Linked DNA regions of Gossypium hirsutum: regions 1 and 2 are each linked to region 3. A link is a contact called in public Hi-C data. All regions are on one chromosome and are shown on one strand. The core of a region is the stretch at or near the end of the contact, and the rest is flanking DNA. Distances in the headings are between cores, read along the strand shown. Region 1 holds the start of LOC107954721 (photosystem I reaction center subunit XI, chloroplastic). Region 2 holds the start of LOC107954657 (fimbrin-2). Region 3 holds the start of LOC107954695.

Region 1 (4,559 bases), core at 1,922-4,421, 130 kb after region 3:
ATTTATGAATATTTATATTTATATGAATATTATATGTTGCCTTTGTATATATATTATACTTGTGATCGTATGAATGACATGCCTATATTATTATTCACACTGAATAAATGAAAAGCCTGAATTTCTACTAATTTGCCACAAGTTAGATTATTTAATATGCCTTGATGCATTGCATGGGTTGGGCTGTTATGAACAGAGGAAGAACAAGTAGTATATCTGCAAGAAAAATGACAAGTGTAGAGCATAGCCATGTGACAATTCTTATCTACAAATTGTTGTGTATTCACAGTCGAATGGTAAATTCCATCTGTAGGTACTACAGTAAATCCATAGCTAAAGGTCGATTTCAATGGCGGGTTTAAGCTGTAGAATCTATAGCCAAAAAGCAGATTAAACTAATTTCCGCACTTTAGGAGCTTGTAAATAAGTATTTTCATTAGGATTAATTATGTTTTTGTAAGTTTTCATTAAGTTAATAAAATGTGCAAATTGAGTCTTTTATTGCCCTTAGGTACTGAATGAGGCATAAGGGTCATCGAAACATATGACCATAATCAAAAAAATGTAAATACGAAAATTCTTGAAATTAAAAGAGTTAATATATAGCCAAAATATAAGGGATAAATATCAAATTTATAAATGAATTTTGGTTCAATGTGCAATTTGATACATTAACTTTGATTTTGTGCGGTTATAAACATGAAGCTTAAATTGTGTTGCATGTGTATATATGAAACTTTGATTTTGATTCAATTATACACATTTAAAGAAATGAATACATACATTTATTTTTATATTTGATTAATATAATTGTTTATATATGCAATATATTAACGTAAAATGATGTTAATTCAATAATGTTGTAAGTGATTTGTGAAAATTGAATCAAGTCAAAATTTCATATATCAAATTGCACCAAATCAAAGTTCACGTATAGCTTTGATATTTATCCAAAAAATATAATAATAAAAAAAATTTATAGTTAATTACAAAATTATAATCCTAAAATTTTAATAAATCCATTGAAAACGGTGGAAGCTTATAACTATTTTTTGGCTTAATACATAATTTAGTACCTAAGTTTGGCATTTTTTCCCAATGTGGTATTTTTTTTGTCCAATGTGATATATGTATTTAACAAAAGTTATACCTCTTTGTATTTGAAGCTAGCGGTGTTAACATTTTTTTGCTCAACTCAGTGTTAACTTTTTATGTTTAATTTAAAATTTAGAGGTGATTTGATGAAATTTCATAATTAGATAATAATTTAACAATTAACTTTCATTAATTCAATCCTAAAGCTCCAATTAAATCATATCTATTTATTTGTGTTTGACAAATTAAATGTAAAACTTAAAAAATTTACAATTAACATTAAATTTATTTTATTAACAAAACCATGAAAAATTCAAACATTAAATTTATTTTATTAACAAAACACAATTAACTTTCATTAGCAACTTTAAGACTCAAATTAAACATTTAAAGTTGACATGGTTACCTTTTAAGTATCAAAATATATTACTTTTGTCAAATATAAATATCATATTAGACCAAAAATATAATATAAAAACCACATTAAAAAATATTAGACTGAGTTATTAATTAATCATTCTTTTTTCTTCCTCGAACGAGCACAGTAATAATTGATCTGATTTGAGCCGCTTTTAATAACTATTGAAGCTCAAAACGCCTAATGCGGCAATTTGGCTATTGATTGTGGTAAAGCGAGTGAAAGAAAAACGTGTTCATGCAATGCAATATCTCTTTCAATAAATAACTTAAAATTAGAGTGACAATCACTTGATATAATTGATATTCGTTCCCAAAGGATCGTCCTGGATACAAAGATTTACATTAAAAAAGGGACCAAGTAAAACATAGATCAAATGATGCTCTACTTAAAGTAGTAAGGAAGGTCGAGGACATACAGGAGGAAGTAAGCCCAAGTGACACCAGAGATTCCACCAAAGAAGAACCCTCCAGTGAACTTAGCCCATCCATCCGCCGTTTGCAACTGGTCTGGCTCTTTCTTCCTCCCAGTCAGGGTTAGGCTCGGTGCTATCGATGGCTCACCTTCTTTGAACGATGCAACGCCATACATCGTCAAGCAAATGCTGAGGATCACAACCAGACCGGCAGCGGCTAAGGACCCAGCTTGACCCGCCACCGCAGTGTTCCTTAGAGGGCCGGCCTTAACGAATGGACCCACCAGGAGGAAGCCGTGAGCCAGACCCACTTCGATTCCCCTCAGAAGTGGGTTCACTGCCGTCCTATAGGCTGGGAGGTTGGAAAGGTACCATGCAATTAAGGGGCTTGAGGTGATTGGAGTCTCCAGGCTTCCAATGAAGGGGTCGCCGTTGATGGGTTGGATTACTTGAAATGTTGACTGCAAAAGGAGAGGGAGGGGGGGGGATGATAAAAAAAACTTAGTGAAGTGACGAGCCTAGCTAAGCTAACAGTGACCAGACAGACATAGCTAGCTTACCTTGTCGGATTGAACAGCTTTGACAGTGAAGCAAGGGGTCCTGGTCTTTCCGGAAGATACTTTGAACGGGGATCCCGAAATGCCCCTGGGGACTACCAGTCCTCTTGTAACAGACGACGTAAAGCTGCTCTTCAGCTGAGTCGCCATTGGAGAAGCAGTGGTAGCCATTTACGGATTTTGTTGTTAACTGAGAGCAAAAAAGAGAGTGGGAAATAGAAATATGTGCAAATAATACGAAGCCAAAATAGAGTGAGAGAAAGAGATTTTCCGATTATTGGATGCAAGAATGTGTGGTTGAGGTGGATGAGGTGTTAATTTTGCAGATTTGTGATTGGATGCATCAATCCGTGGAATCTTATCCCTTATCCAATACTCCAAATGTTGCTGACGGATTACATTAGTTCTATTTTATTTATTTTATTTAAGCTGATATCACATCTTCATAATATAGATTGAGATCGTAAAACCTAGGAACACACTTTTCTAACGGATTATATACTTAATTTCTTTACATAAAATTTGTGTTATATTTATTTTACTTTACCCTGATTAATACCATAAAACTTCCGAATTTAATTAGCTAAAAAGTTATTTTAATGTTTGGTTTGTAAAAATTATTTACTCATAGAAGACATTTGTTTAAAAAATATATAAGATTATGTTTGTAAAGAATTACTACAACGCAAAACTACTAAAAGTATGTTACATTATTATATTCAGTTCTAGTTGGAATAAGTATTTGGTTCACCCAATGTAATATTATTTAAAAATAGATTCTACTAAATTTTTATTGTAATAGAATTTGTTTTTTTAACAAGTTTAGTTTTTTAATAAATTTTTAGGGATAATAACAAGAATAGTCCTTGTACTTTATTTTGATGTGGTATTTACGGTTTTAAAATGTCTAATTTGGTACTTATACTTTAATTTTGTTAACTATTCCGATACCTATCCCTAACAATGTCAGATTTGCTAATGGCATGACATGTTGTCGATTCAAAAAGCAGCACATGTCATTATGTTGACTTTTGACCAAAAAAATTTGGGGTATTTAAGAAATAAGTCTATTTTATTTTTGTCCTTTTTCAAATATTTTTTTAAATCCCTAAAATTAATTCCTTTTCAACAAAAACTCTATAAAATTTATATAAAAAAACCCAAAAATTTCTTCAAAATTTTCATTTAATTTCCTTTCATCAAAACTCTAAAAAAATTGTTGGAGTTTTATGCTTGCTTGTTCCATGTTTTGTTTGAATAAGAACAATTTCTGCTTGGGTCGTGGGTTGTTTCGGCCTCATGGATGCTTGACATTCTTGGCCTACAAAGGGATGTCATGTTTGAAAAAACAAGAGTAATTTTTTTACTAGGACTCTTTAGCTCTTTAATCGATTATATTGATGAAATTATGAGTTCTACTGGATAAGGATTGAAGCCTTATCCTTATTTTTTTAGTTGTTGAAGGATTAATCAAAGGATTTTATCTAATTTATGCAAAGGATTATTCAAGGGATTTATCTACCATTTTATTGAAGTTTATCTTGTGATAACAAGTTGTTAATCGACACATTAAATATGTGTCTCATTCCCTTGGAGCTACATGACTCAGAGAGATGGAAATATACACTAGCTTTGTTTATTTTTATTCTGTTGAGCATTTTATATTCTTGTTTATTTGTTGATGAATTCTCTTGAGTGGAGTTGAGAGTTATCTTTGGTGAATGTTGATTGCGGTATTGTTCTCTATTGGGGCTGTATGAACTTGGCTTGCAAAGGGGTTATAGGCTTTAGCCAATAGAGGCATATTGTTTCGCTTGATTGATTTGGTTGATTGAATAAGAGTATATCCTAAGCAAAGATTTGTAGACATAGGACAATTGTATCTGAGCTGTGTTAAAAAAACTTGGTTTCGTTGTTTCTTATTCCTCTTACTTTTTTCTTTTACAAGTTCACAACTTCCGTTCTATTTCATACTGCAATGAGTCTTGAACATAGTTAAAGTTTTCATATATGTAGATTAACTTTGGTTTCAATTAGTATCAAAGCCTGGCTTCATAAGATGTTTGAAGACAAT
Region 2 (4,917 bases), core at 1,267-3,766, 190 kb before region 3:
ATATTTCTTTTGCATAGTCTTCAACAATAAAAGAAGAAATAGAAAATAAAAAAAAATCTCTTCTAAACCTAATTTAAAAAAGAAAAGAAAAGAAAACCTAACTTAAAAACTATGATGAATAACTAAGGAGAAATGTTCAGCCACCAAAAATCTCTATCTTCCAAAGCTTATAAAATAATATTTACAGTCTACTAACATTTAACCTAACATTGACCATTATACCCTTAAATGAAAATAAAGACTTAAGCTTGTTTGGACATAAAATTGCCATTACAATTTTTTCACCCGTCAAGCAGCGGTATCGCGATACCCAAAATAGTAGCTAAATTAGGATCTTGGAGCACTAGAAAAGAATTGAATTTCTTCACTTCAGTACCTTCAGGGATATCGCGACTTTCATGGCATTGGTGCCGCGACACTTATTCTAAATGACGTTCTCCTCGAGTTTGAGCCCTTATTGTCTCCCTACACCAACTCAATTACATTGTTAGGTTCCCCATGGCACGTTTGGCCATTTTGGGTCTCAAAATAGTGTAAAACCAAACAAAAACATTTATTAATGCTTAGAACAAAAAATTCGACAAAAACATATAAAAGACATTTAAATTGCTTGAGAATAAGCTCCTCAAGTGTATTGGAGAACCTAATTTGACATATCAAATTACGACAGATCATTACTCAATGGGCAAAGGTAAACACAATTAAAACAAGGATCATCAAGGTAGTTTCTAAAATAAAAATGACAAGTAATATCATATAAGCATATTTTATAACGAGATGGTCAACTTCATCCATCTTATAAACTAGAGTAACAAGCACATTTTAGTTCACTTCATTTCATAAATCTCATAAATTCATTTTTTATCTTCGTACTTACAAATGTGCAATTTTTGTATCTTACTAGACATTCTTGAATTCATTTGTCTTATTAGGCCCTTCGTAACCTTAGTAAAACTGGACTAAAAAACTCGAGAATTTCATCCAACTCCACCAAGTATTTATATAATCATTGCACAAATGTGCATTTCAACCTACACAACCAAGATATAACACTAAGAGTGCTCCAACCCACACAACCAAGGTTCTCAAAGAGAACATTCCTTTAGTCCACATTGAATGTGAAGCCAAGGTAACAATACCAATAGAGGGTTCAACCGAGTCCAAATTAAGGTAGGGATATAACAATAGGAAACTTTTAGAAGCTGTGTAATTATTGGTTAGTTAAACGACACCACGTCAAAGCAAGCAACTATGCTTATTAAAAGTGTAGTTTTGAAAACTTGAAAGTACTGTACAAGTAATCATGGAACCCTAACATTAATATCTCGAACAACAATAGCCTCTGTCTTCACTAAAGAGATGCCACCTTATTCCCCTACTGATAGTCTCATAGAAACTCACTTTATAAATTTCTTTTTAACTAAGGGGACAAATATCATATCCTTATATTAAAATATCTCTTAACACCTTAGGAATGAAGCTCACACCATTACAGATATGGGAGAGGTATAGCCATAATGTCCTCTAGGATAACCATTACATCATGTTCAATCTCATTTAATGATCTCAACTTCTAGGCTTGCCAACCTCAAGAAAGTCACATTCGACTCACACCTTATATGAACCATGAGATTAAACTCTACAAGAAAGTAATCATGAGATAAAGGCCCACTCAAATTGCTCTCCCTCTCCTCCAAGATGAATGGGATAAACAAGAAACTAGATACTAGAACTTTATCCATGTGCCGCCTTAACCTTCTCAAATTACTAATCTTAATGGCTTTCCTCACAGTCCATAGTATGGATGAACCTTAATTTAATATCTCTTTGCACTCCGTACACTATAAACCGCCCTCACGAATTATGTGACCTTAGTAAAAATCACACTCGGCAAGGTTTTAAAATTTAAACTGGCTTAGACATTTTTCTTAAATCCCCTAACAATGGAGACACGAATTACCTGTTATTTAAAATATGAACCAACAGTTAGAGATGGTGGGCGAAATAGACATTCAATTTGAATTCTAAAAACAGAAAAGGGAAGGCGTAATGGACCCAATATCCATCCTTCCAACTCCGAGTGGTTCGAAGGGCAAAGGCCCACAGTTACTATTCATTTGAATAAATAAAAGAACGGTTAAAATATGCATATAGTTTCTGTACTTTTTAAAAATTAGAAATTTAGTCCCAGTTCTTGTATTTTCACGAATTTAATCTCTTTATTTTTTAGATTTTCAAAATTCATCTAACTGTTAATACTGTTAACTCTTTTTTTTTTGGTTAAATTCAGGTTAATTACAACATTTTTTTTACTTACATGGGTAACAAGTGAGTGATTCTTTTTTTATATAAGAAAACAGAGAGTGATAATAGTTGTATATGAATTTTGAAATCTAAATGGTAGAGGAACTAAATTTCTAGAAATACAAGTACAAGGAGTAAATTCCTAATTTTTAAAAAGTACAAGTACTATAGACATACTTTATCCTAAAAGAAAATAAAAAAGGGGACAGAATGGTCATAATATGAATTGTCAGAAGCAGTGTTGCTCTTGCCAATACCAGCTACAACTCCCACTTCTCTTCTCCTTCTTCACAAACTCAGGCCAAACATAAAAATTTGTCATTAGATTCTGATCTAAATAAAAACAAAGATGTCTGGTTACGTAGGCATTTTGGTCTCAGATGCATGCCTGCAAAACCAGTTCACTCAAGTCGAACTTCGTAGCTTAAAATCTCATGTAACTCAACGATTCTTTCATTTTTCTCCTTCTTTTTTGATCGCAGTTACTAACACTTTGTTTTTTGGTAGTTTACTAGTATGCGAAGAGAGAGCGGGAAACTAACGCTGGGAGACTTAGCATCCAGAATGTCCAGATTGAAAGCTGTGGGAGAGAATCTGAGTGACCAAGAAACTACAGATTTTATCGCTGCTTTGTATCCTAACTTCAACGATGAGGTCGATTTCGAGTCCTTTTTGAAGGTTTGTTGTTGTTGTTTTTGGTGTTCCAATCCCTTTTTTTTATCGTTAATATATTTTTTTTTTCTTAAAGTTCAAGTTTATGAAAATTTGAATTTGGATTGTTGTTTCAGAAGTAACTTTTCAGAAAACCTTTTTTTTTTCAAAATTTCCTGGAAAGTGGATTATCAATCACTGTGTTTTGTGTGGATAGGTTCATCTGAAACTTCATGCACATGCAAGCTCTAGAACAGGAAATCCAGCAAAGAACTCATCAGCATTCCTCAAGGCAGCTACAACTACTCTGCTTCACACCATAAGCGAATCCGAAAAGGCATCCTACGTTGCCCATATCAATAATTATCTCGCTCAAGATGGGTTCTTAAACAAATACTTACCCATCGATCCGTCCTCAAATGATCTATTTGAGATTGTTAAAGATGGAGTTCTTCTTTGGTAAATCCTTCTTTCTACCTTTTTAAAACTATTAGATTTGTTGTTTTTATGCCAGCGGGAGAAGATTTTTTTTGAAGCTTTTATACAAAATAAATGCAGCAAACTGATAAATGTAGCAGTTCCGGGTACCATTGATGAAAGGGCTATTAATACTAAGAGACTGCTCAATCCATGGGAAAGAAATGAAAACCATACACTATGTCTCAACTCTGCCAAGGCTATTGGCTGCACTGTAGTCAATATAGGAACACAAGATTTCATTGAAGGAAGGGTATGCGTATACTTATACTGTTGGTCTGTTGCATTGCTGAACTAGTTTATTTGATGGTTGGATTTTCACTTGAGTTTAAGAAAGACATGTTGGATAAAAGCATTATTTTTAAAGCATGCTTCATTGCTTTTGTTGTTTTTGTTATTCCCAGAGCTGTGGCCAATGTGACAATCTTTAATGCTATTCTTTTCACTTCTTAACTATTTTTCAATACAATGATTGGTGTTGGGAAGATCATTGCTTCTCATATTTGGCCTGGACTAGGTAGACCATTTATCTGTTTATTAATGCTAAACCAAAATCGAAACCCTTTCTTATTCTTGCTTCATTCCTGTTCCACTCTGAAACTTTACTTTCCAGAACATGTTTTGTTTGATCACCTCTTACTGAAATTATTTAAAGTATATACTTTGAAAATGATTAGCGAGAATGATATCATCTCGGGTTCCTTTTACAGAGACATCTTGTGCTTGGATTGATTTCTCAAATTATAAAGGTAACTTGATCTCTCAAATTATTGTCTAATCCAAAGCAATTAAAACTTTGCAACCTTGATACTTACAATGGCATAGGCCAGTCTTGCTAAAAAACTATGCTGTTTTAGATACAACTGTTGGCAGACCTCAACTTGAAGAAAACACCTCAGTTGGTGGAGCTTGTTGATGATAGTAAGGTAATATATTGTTTCACAAGAATATCAGTTCATTTGACTATACTTGTTTTGTGGAACATTTTAAGGAAAAGTACTACTTGGAGGAAAATGAAATCTCTAACTTGTTAAATACTATATGTGATAACCGTGGTCTCTCCTTAAATATGCCCACTGTGTCTTGAATTTGTATTTCATTTTTACACCTCCCCTTTTCAAACTTTAAACAAATAAGCCAGAACTTCGATGCTTTTTCTAGTTTTTGATAGACTTCTTCCGAATATATTTGCTTGTTCTTAAACCAACAGGATGTGGAAGAATTGATGAGTTTACCACCAGAGAAGATCTTGCTGAGGTGGATGAATTATCAACTGAAGAAATCTTCATACAAGAAAATAGTTACAAATTTCTCTACTGATGTAAAGGTAAGATAGAAATTTGTTTTAGCTTTTCAAATTTCCCAACAATTATTTTTCCCTTATGCTTATGCAATATCCTCATATATTGCAATCCATCCTTATATAGGTAGATGCTTGTTCAACCTCTTCTGTCTTTTCCTAATTACATCATTAGCTAGAATCTA
Region 3 (4,831 bases), core at 2,042-4,541:
TTATCCTCCAACCAATTTATCGATATCCGACCACCTTCAAACTTGTCTGAGACCTTTCCTAACAGTGCTTTGCAGAGGTCCACTTTACCTGGAATGATTGCTAATCCCATGATGAATGGCCACTGGCAGATTGAGTTATAGTGCTACGTCCTTGATTGTGATTGTACATTCGTCGCATGGAAGGTGAAAAGTTTGTGTTTCGGGCATTCGTCAATTCACCAACGTGTTAATTAGAGTAAGATCGAGTTTGCAGCCCCTAGTCATGCAGGGCACATGCAAGAATATAGCCTCTTGCAAGTGACCACGAATTTTAGAGATCATAGGTTTTTCCATATTATGAACGAAGCCCTTTAGAACATAACCATCCACCTATTTATAAAATAAAAAGTTCAAATAAAAAAATAACTAAATTTAACATAATTGAAAATAATGAAATTTAAAATTTCATCTTATCATTACTGCTTGGGCGACAAAAATATGCTTGTGGTTGAAGCGGATTAAAGAAGCAACCATTTGTGAGAAATCGATTTGAGCGAATAAAAATGAGATAATTAAAAATAATAATATTTTTAAGTGAAAATATCGAAAAATTTTAAACGGGAGAGTTGACAGAGTTGAGAAAATGATGTGAATGACAAAAATTAAATTTGGGGGGTATTTATAGGGTAAAAAAAATTAACCGTTGGAAAATTTTAAATTTGTTTACCATTGGTACGGCAACGTTCAAAAAGTCGTTGCTTTGTTATTGTTGGAAGAAAGCGCGTCTAGTTGACTGCATTTTTCCTTTCTCTCTCCTAAAAATGATCTATTTCCTTAAAAAAAAAAGGCCTAAAGGCCTTATTAAAAAACAAAATCGGCATTTAAGCCTAATTTTGCCATTAAGATGAAAAGTAACCATCTAACCTATCTTCTCTCCTCTTTCTTTTCTCCCATAGGAAACACACTTAAAATTTAAGGTAAATTTCATTTTAATTACTTAACTAAAAAAAGTTATAATTTGATCACTGAACTATTCAAAAATTTTTATTTAACTAAATTATTTAAAAGTTTTTATATAAGGCATTGGTTTGTTAACTTCTTTTTTTTTAAAAAAAAGTACCGCCAATGAGCTCCAAGCAACAATTTGATACTCGGTACGATGGATCAATATCCATCAATTAATTAAACATACCATTTATCCAAATCGATCTAACAGTTTGTGTTAAAGGTCGAAAAAGGAATTGTTTGAATTTCGATTTGAAGATTCTTAATATCCAAAGCCATTTCATGAAAATAAAAACATAAACCGTAGAAAAGATGGAGGAAAAAAACTTTTGATTGATGAAAACAATATAAACAAAAAGAAATATAATATCGAATTTAACAACTCAATAACTTTAATGAAAACTTTTAAATAATTTAATAAATAAATTATAATTTTTTAAATTAAAGTACCAAAACAAAAAACCTTCCACATAATTAATATAATTTATTCTAAAATTTATGGTATTTCTACTTTTGTATTTCTTCTTTCATCCTTGCACTTTGGAACTCAACCCTAAAGATTTAGGGTTGCTGTCGAATGCTTCTGCCCGGAGACAATCGATCATCAAGTCCATAGGACACCTAGAAATTCATATTATGCCCATATCTAACATAAGAACACCATATTGTAAATCAAGGGTAAACATTTCCCGGTAAACTAGAACTAAAATTCAAATTAATACTTGAACATATGTCCCCAACTCAACGAGAAGATAACAACACAATGTTGTTTCCAAAACTAAGATTAAACTTGATAATTACGGGCATCCTATTTTCTTTCATTCCATCAATGCAAGAAAGCATAAACAGCAGTGGAAATGTAAACCAAGAGAGCAGAAGAAACCAGAAGAACTAAAGCCGTGACTGAGTGAACCGCAGACTTACTCCCACAAGACAACATCCCCAATCGGATCTCGATCACATTCACCATCGAAAGCATCAAAAACAAGCACCCCATAACCGACCCCACCGCCGACCCCATCATCCCCAACCTCAGAACTTTAAGGTTAATGTGGGCCCTGATAGCTTCGTCCACGTCTTTGCTGTTCAACAAGTTGATGGCAAGCTTCAAACCCTGAGCTACCAGGGACGAGAATAGGAAGAAACTGAAGGAGACTACCTCGAAAACCAAGAGCTTTTTCGCAAAGTCGATGCCGGCGTCGCAGGGGGCTCGATTCTCGAGGCTATGTTGGCCTGGCGTGGTTAAAGAAAGGCCCACGAAGACGGCGATGGTGAAGAGGGAGTTGACGTTTACCAGGCCGTCCAAGGCCGTGACGTGAACTCTTGTTGTGGATGAAGAAGAAGACGATGTGGAAGTCAGTCTTCTTGGGTCCTGCTCAGATCTGAGAAACAGATGAATTTACAGTGTGAAAGTGAGATTTTGAAAGCAAAAAAAAAAGAAAAAAAAAAGAGAAAACAATTTCAATGAAAATGAAATTAAGGGAGGAAAAGGAAAAGGACTTTACTCATCCATTATTGAGTCTTTGAAAATCGGGATCTTGTTGCTGCTTGAAGGGTTTATGTTTCCTGGAAAAGGAGAAGTAAGGCAGCGCTTTCCTTTTAATCTTTTAGATTTTTTTTAAATTTTTCTAATTTGTTGGACTTCCTGATAGTCGATGAAGAGAATTGATAAAGTAAGTTTTAAACAATGGCTAAATCATTTATAAAAATAAAACAAAAAATCAATGTCTCTCAAGATACATAGGTTAGGACATGAATATAAAGTGGAATAACATTGAACCATCCAACTAATGCTTTCTTCTTTAGGTGTTGAACACATACGACCTTAGTGTGTATTTTCAACTGCCCTTTCTATCTTTCCTCTCGCCTCTCTCTTGATTTGGTAAGTCTTTTTTCCTTTTGCCTTCTTTGTCTTTCGGAAAAAAAACTTCGAGATCTCCCCTCTCCTCCTCAAGCTTTTGGCTACTAGAATGGTGGTGGTGTACCACCACATGATTTTTCCAAGTCTCTCTTGGAGATAGCTTATCTCCTTTTCTCTAGACGGGGCTCCTGGCCTCTCGATTTCTTCCGCTTCGTCAAGGTTCCTACGTTTGGTAGAGCACCGTATCCCAAAGGCTTCGGATCTCCTTAAGTCGGTGACTCCCAACAATGTCCATGGTGGTGACGCTGATTGTGGCACTCCGAAAATTTTGATATAATATGTGACATAATTCTGAGTTTGAATATCGAGAAAATTTTAAGAACAAGGTATGGAACAAATCAGATAAAAAAAATTTATGCAATAAATTTTATATTTGAAAATGAATACGTGAAAGCAGCTGTAAAGATGGGGCAAAATACTAAAAAAGCCAATTTTTTTTTAAATTAACCGAAATAAGCCCGGTATTTTTTTATTTATTGGAATGGGCCCTTTTCCCCTAAATCGCGTCCACGTAAGCGCGAAGTCAGGGGATATGTCAGCAAATCGCGTCCATGTCAGCGCGCTATGCTGACGTGGCAACAAAGTGCGTCCTTGAAAGCGCGATTTGTGTCCACGTCATCAAAGCGCGCTGACGTGGACGCGATTTGCTGCCACGTCGCGCGCACTTGGGGACGCGATTTCGCCGTGTTTCCCACATTAGGATTTTTAGGGTTTTTCAGATTTTTAGGGTTTTAGAGAGAAATTAATTAATTAATTAAAATTAAATTACGTTTTGTAATTAAAATTTATTAAATTTTAGGGTTTAGGGTTTCGTAATTAAGTTAATTAAAATTTATTCAAAATTGGATTACGTTTCGTGTTTATGGGTTTTTAAGATAAAATCAAAGCAAGATGATTTATCAGAAGGATTTTTGCAGTCGCGCCTACGTGTACGCGCTTTTGCTACATAGGTTCTGGAAAAATAATTTCCAGTTGACGTTTCTGAGCAAATAGTATAAAAAACGCTTCAAGCAGGATGCTATATGCAAAAAATTTGTGAAATCTTGCACTCCTGGATGCTATATGTGAAGAATTTGCGAAACCGTGCCCATGACTGCAGTAGTGACAGGAACCTCCGATTTTTGCTCTCCTCGGTCGCGTCGCCCCGGACATCTCCCGATATAATGTGGCCAAGACGGCAGACCCCCAACTCAATTCACCGACTGCTCTAAAATCAACGAGTTTCAGCAGCCATCTTAGATGTACGCGGCTCCGTGACAAGTTCGGCACCAGATAACCTCCAATTAACTGAAGAATGTATGCCCGAGCATATCGGATTCTTTCTATTTCAGTTGAATCTTCATCTGGATTCGAGAATGTGTCTCGCAACTAGCCCATCTCAATCTTACCTCCATCCATTTTCTTCGGAATAGCGCCTAGAAGCTCGTAGCACACCGCTGGCAAATCGCTAGATTGGGCAGACCCCGTGACTGGGTACCTATCCACCGACAATCCCAATTGCAAGCTGACGTCTTCCAAAGTGACAGTGCAGTCTCCACATGGAAGATGGAATGTGTGTGTCTCGGGTCTCCACCTCTCGATCAACGCACTGATTAGTTTCGGGTCCACCTTACATCCCCGGCCTACCATCGCCACGTGCCAAAAATCTGCTTCTCGCAGGTAGTTCTCTACTAACGGTGATGGAGGAGCATGCATATTTCGGATATTGTATTCCAATACCCGATCTACAGACTTTTATAACAAATAATAAATTAATAATTATCTAAAAATGCATAAATAAAAAAATCTTAAATAATATTTAAAAATTAAATTTAACACTTACCATCTTCATTTGTTCCACGGATATGTGGTGCTTATCAAGACGAGTCAATCCTCCGTCCATTACTGAAATCGTACAAATTTTTTCGGTTTAAAAATTAGGGATTT

What was found. Hi-C and Micro-C count contacts between places; a contact is called where the count stands out from the background.
Region 1: a Hi-C map of leaf shows a contact between it and region 3, with 2.4 times the contacts expected there. The contact joins the promoter of LOC107954721 here to the promoter of LOC107954695 in region 3. A contact is called at or near these places in 3 of 34 Hi-C or Micro-C datasets (all in leaf).
Region 2: a contact with region 3 is called in a Hi-C map of leaf, with 2.1 times the contacts expected there. The contact joins the promoter of LOC107954657 here to the promoter of LOC107954695 in region 3. A contact is called at or near these places in 9 of 34 Hi-C or Micro-C datasets (anther, callus, hypocotyl and 1 more).

Annotation. Positions count from the first base shown.
Region 1 is chrD07:33,355,649-33,360,207 of Gossypium_hirsutum_v2.1, forward strand. It overlaps LOC107954721 (photosystem I reaction center subunit XI, chloroplastic), which reads right to left and starts at 3,172. Exons shown (of 2, transcript XM_041096555.1): 1 at 2,489-3,172; 2 at 1,756-2,389. The coding sequence starts at 2,656. The coding sequence ends at 1,898.
Region 2 is chrD07:33,037,465-33,042,381 of Gossypium_hirsutum_v2.1, forward strand. LOC107954657 (fimbrin-2) reads left to right here and starts at 2,517. Exons shown (of 14, transcript XM_016890281.2): 1 at 2,517-2,740; 2 at 2,812-2,982; 3 at 3,173-3,414; 4 at 3,514-3,685; 5 at 4,143-4,181; 6 at 4,290-4,358; 7 at 4,643-4,759. The coding sequence starts at 2,654.
Region 3 is chrD07:33,225,177-33,230,007 of Gossypium_hirsutum_v2.1, forward strand. It overlaps LOC107954695, which reads right to left and starts at 3,292. Exons shown (of 2, transcript XM_016890331.2): 1 at 2,490-3,292; 2 at 1,586-2,366. The coding sequence starts at 2,497. The coding sequence ends at 1,811.